Regions from separate parts of the Zea mays genome. Here region 2 is linked to region 1. Evidence: chromatin contacts called from public Hi-C data. All regions are on one chromosome and are shown on one strand. The core of a region is the stretch at or near the end of the contact, and the rest is flanking DNA. Distances in the headings are between cores, read along the strand shown.

What was found. Hi-C and Micro-C count contacts between places; a contact is called where the count stands out from the background.
Region 2: a contact with region 1 is called in a Hi-C map of leaf, with 2.1 times the contacts expected there. The contact joins the promoter of LOC100281993 here to the promoter of LOC103651308 in region 1. A contact is called at or near these places in 3 of 25 Hi-C or Micro-C datasets (ear and leaf).

What each region holds. Positions count from the first base shown.
Region 1 is chr3:212,067,377-212,069,956 of Zm-B73-REFERENCE-NAM-5.0, reverse strand. LOC103651308 (L-type lectin-domain containing receptor kinase SIT2) reads left to right here and starts at 1,288. Exons shown (of 1, transcript XM_008676930.2): 1 at 1,288-2,580. The coding sequence starts at 1,520.
Region 2 is chr3:212,215,169-212,217,748 of Zm-B73-REFERENCE-NAM-5.0, reverse strand. It overlaps LOC100281993, which reads right to left and starts at 1,281. Exons shown (of 5, transcript NM_001154908.2): 1 at 670-1,281; 2 at 74-247. The coding sequence starts at 1,131.

The DNA.
Region 1 (2,580 bases), core at 39-2,538:
GGATACCTATCCGAATATTGGTTTAGATGCTTTTTCATTTTTTTTGCTGTAGTGAGAAAATAACGTACACAAAAATTTATACAAAATTTTATTCTTATACTTCATAATATGCTTACTAACTTGACTAAAAATTAGCTTCAAATTATATATATATATATATATATCTATATTAAAATATTATATTTGTCATATAAGTAGTATGTTTTAAAAACATCCCTAAGCTGCAGGTAGGGAGTGGCATCTTTTTTATGTACTAACTTGATTAAAAGTTAGCTTCAAATCTCGTATATATATATATATATATATATCCATATTAAAATATTATATTTGTTATATAAGTCAGATGTTTTAAAAATATCTCTAAGCTGCAGGTAGGAGTAGCATCTTTTTTATGTACTTTCCCCTTCATCTCGAAAAAGACGTTGTTTTATGAATAAATTTAGACAAATGTTTATCCAAATTTGTTCCACAATAATGGTAATTTTGAAATGGATTATTCTTTCTAACCAGCAGTACCATACGAGTTTATCCCCAATCACCGGTCGGTCAGTCGTCTGCTCGTCTTAGGGATTTTGGGGGTGTATACAACCACGAATCAGGTACGTAAACTACTAACCGGGACGACTTGACGAATGGTGAGCGATAGGCATCTCTAGCAGGCCGTGTAAAAAGTCGTCAAAAATACTGTTTTGCATTATACTGTTTAAAATAGGGAATGAGATATGGATTCTACTAAAGATAGTCTTTGCATAAGAAAGCCTGGGAATTCTAGCCAGTCATGTTCCTTCACTTTGGGTCCTGCATTTCTACTCACATCACAATCACATGCCCTTGTTGACACGACCATGTTGTCAACCTTTCACTCTTTCGGGCGTCACCATGATAGCCCTTGTGCAGCCAATTGCACCGCAGCAGAGAATGAGAATGATTGGGCGCTCGCAAGGACATGTGGGGCCCACGAAATTAATTAGAAAGTGAAAGTCAAAAGTCAAGTCAAACCAAGGAGGCAAGGACGGTCCTTTATAAATTGCTAACTCAGCCCTTAGCAGCCATGGAGAGCGGGTATGGGAACATGGAGATACTCTTTCGGTTCCTAAACAAGAGCATCTCGCTTATTGAAGAATTAAACTTTTTAAATTTAAATAAATACGTTTAAAAAATTAATATTTATAATGTGTGATCCATGTTATTAGATTGGTTGTAGAATATGTTTTTATACTAAACTTATTTGAAGATATAAATATCACTATGTTTTGTATATAGTTAGTTAGATTTTAAAAAGTTCAATTTGTTGGTGATTGAGATGTGTGCTTATTTTAGGATCGAGAACGTACTTTGTATAACCTAACTTTAAGATTACATGAACCTGAATTTGTTTGGAATAGGAACGCGATTGTTCGCGTAAAGAGAAACCCCCACGTTCTGGCGGCTTAAGGCTCGGCAAACCATAGTACTAGTAGCTTCCCCGTTGCTCATTGTGCTCAGTGGCATCTCGATTTCAGAGAGCGCTTCGAACACGATGATCGTGCCGCCCAGCTCTGCTCTATGTCTGTCCGTTCTGTTTCTCCTCGCGGTTTCATGCTCGGCCGACGATGTCGACTTCATCTACCAAGGGTTCCAGCACGCGAACCTGACCCTGGACGGCTCCGCGTCGGTGCTGCACGGAGGCGCGCTCCAGCTCACCAACGACAGCAACCGCCTCGTAGGCCACGCGTTCCACGGCTCTCCCGTGCGCTTCCTCGAGGTCGGCGGTGGCGGGAGGCCGCCGTCGTCGTTCAGCACGGCCTTCGTCCTCGACATCGTCACCGTCGGGAGCGGCGGCGGCCACGGCCTGGCCTTCGTGGTGGCCCCGTCCACCGTGCTTCCCGGGGCGTCCCCCGAGGTCTACCTCGGCGTCCTCGGTCCGACCACCAACGGCAACCCCGCCAACCATGTCCTCGCCGTGGAGTTCGACACCGTGTTGGACCTGGAGCTGAACGACACCAACGGCAACCACGTCGGCGTCGACGTCAACAGCCTCGTCTCCAACGTGTCGGAGCCTGTCGCGTACTACGCCGGCGGAAACGCCAAGGTGCCCGTGATGCTGGAGAGTGCGCAGCCAATCCAGGCGTGGATAGACTACGACGGCGACAGCGGCGTCCTCAACGTGACCGTGGCCCCTGTGTACGTGGCAGACCGACCTCTTCGGCCGCTGATTTCAACAAAACTCGACCTGCGACCGATCTTGAGGGAGGAGATGTATGTCGGTTTCTCCTCGGCCACCGGGAAGCTGGCGAGCTCGCACTACATCTTGGCGTGGAGCTTCCGGACCAATGGGCTCGCGCGATCCATCAATCTCCGGCGGCTGCCCAAAGTTCCGAAGCCGCGCGCAGCGCTTTCCAAGCTCGTAATCATCAAGCTCGCCGCCGTGGCATGCGCGGGGACACTCACTCTGATCGCCGCGGCCATGGCCATCCTGTTCTGGCTTCGAAAGAGGGCAAAGCTCGCTGACACACTGGAGGACTGGGAGCTGAAGCACCCTCACAGGTTCGCGTACAAGGACCTCTACAAGGCCACCAAGGGGTTCAAGGCAAGCGAGCT
Region 2 (2,580 bases), core at 32-2,531, 150 kb before region 1:
TGTGTGTAAGCAAGCGAGATGGCGAAGAGCAACCGTCTGTCTCTTTGCAATGCAATGCAATGGTATGCCGTACCTCTTCCTCGAGTCCTCCGGGGGAGTGGCGCCACCCGCGCATCCGGCGGAGGCGGCCGGAGGGGATGAGATCGGCGCCGAATAAGGGGGCATCGAGGTGCGGCGGCGGCGGCGAGTCCATGAAGGACGAGGATATCTGCTCCTGCACGGTCACCCTCCGGGACAAGCACGGCCTCTGTTCAGGTGAGAGAGAGCTCATCAATACAGCAGAACATGGCAAAGATTCCACTTGCGTAACATTATAGAATATTAAAATAAAGGAGTTCACGCGGCCAGAGAACAACGAACAGCCAATCGCATTGATCTTTGAACAATATTGACGACCGTCCGTAACCACGGTTGTTAGGATTAATTAGGAGATTGATGGCATTAATCAAATTTTGAAGGGGACCAGAAATGCTGTGAACCTGACACAAAGCACGCAAGATGGCAGAAGGGAAAAATATATAATTATTTGTTTAAAAAATAGAACGATCGCCAGCCAGAGTGAACGAACGAATCAGCCAGAGTGAAATCCTTTCAAAACGAACGAAATCTGAGCACGAACAGATCGAAAGCAAGTGGCAGGCAGCAGAAGCGAGGAAGCCGTGGACAGACCTCTCTGTGGGACCTGTCCCCCTCGGCGCCGCGGCCGCCCCTCCCCACCATCTGGTGGCGCGCCACCACGCAGTTCACGGAGGACGCCTCCGCCGCGAAGGGTATGCCGGGTGCGCACCACACGTCGGCGCCGATCCCACCGGTGACGAAGCCTCCTCCTCCGCCCCCGCCACGCTCCTTCCTCCTGTCCCTCCCCCTCCTGCGCCGCCGACCTTGCCAGTCCGCCGACGACCGCACGGCCGCCGCCGCCGCGGCCTCCCCGGGCGCGTACGCCTGCGACGCGGACGCCGACGTGCAGCCCAGGCCGCGCAGCGCCGCCGTGGCGAACCCCTTCCGCCTCCCCTCCTCAGGCGCCGGCGCCGGCGGCGGAGGCGAGGACGAGGAGGCCTCGCCGCGGGGATGCAGCAGGAGGCGCCGGATCCCCCGCCGGCGCTCTACCGTGGGCGAGCGGTCCCCTGACATGTCGCGCAGGGGGAGGGGCGTGCCTAGGCGTAGGCGAGGCCTCGGCTCCCCTTCCCTGGCTTGCTCGTTGGGCCCGGAGGCGGTGAGGGGGCGTCAGTAATGGTGGCAGTATGGCGGAATCGACGCCCGGAGGGCTCTCTCTGTCTTCGTGTGCGTGGGGTGGGGTGGAAGACCAGGGTGAAGTAGGGTCGTCCAGTGGAGTCGCAGCCCGAGGCAGGCAGGCAGGCAACGAGATGGATGGAGAGGTGGTAAATTCTTGTCCCGGATTTGGTGCGGCGCTGGATTTGAGGCGATGGGAACATGTTCTGCACTTTAAAAAATCCGAGCTCACAGGTAAAATGCTTTAAAAATGAAGTGGCTGTGTATGTATGCGGACTTGCGGAGTACTGTACGAGCACCAGCTGTATATCTGTATTTTTACTAGCAGGAGTAAGTACAGTCCTTTGAAACCCGATAACGTCCGCTCAGTACTACTACACTACACATGCGAGCGAGAATCCGAGCAATCGGGCTCTGCATTTATCACGCAGCAGCGAGACGGTCACGGTACTCCACGTCCACAAGCATCTAAAGGACCATGTGTGCCCATTCATGGTTCCGTGTGGGGTTGGTGAATCTGAATGAGAGTGAGGGAGAGCGAGGAGGGCGAGGGCCAGTACACTAGTACAGTGGTAACGATCGATCTCTGCCTCTTTTGGCTCGGTGACGACGCACTGTGCTGTGCTGTCAGCACACCGGCACCGGCACCGGGGTTTTGAGTATCCTGCATCCCAAGTCCAAAATATGGGCGGCAGCGGCACCGGTCGCAACAAGCCGCTCCGCACAATCGTCCTCCGCCTTGGATCCTGCCATGCTGCCAGCATAGTAAAGGACATGCATGCAGCATTAACAGTGTGAACTGCTCTGCTCCCCTCCCAGTCAGTCAAAGGGAACAAACAAATGCTCAGCTGGCAAGTTGCTCCTTTTTCGTCCCCGTCTCTCCTCTGTTTTTTTATAGGAGTATGCAATTATACTACTATTGCATGCCGAGACAAGACGAGGTCCCCGTTAACAGGAGAATCTGTACGTTTCCTACCCGAAACAAATCTCCGGTCTGCAAATCTGATGAGTCATCCATCCATCCTTCTGCGTCCTGTTCTATTCAGCGGCGCGCCAGCCATGGCCATGCTCATCACCATTCGGACATGGGACGACGAAAGTCCAACGGCGGAGCGCCCTTCTCCAGGTGAAATATATTCTTTTGCTTTTTGCTGTCGCTAGCGGACGCGCACGCTACAGACGAGTCGACGCCTCGACGGACGCTTTTGGCAGGGAGCCAGGCAGGCACCCCATGCCAGTGCCAGAGCCATATGCTGGCAGATGCAGCGCGAGAGAGATGCCCAAGTCCAACCGGTCAGCCCCGGTGCATGCAGAAAGCACGGATGCAGCATTGCAGCTGCGCTGTTGGCC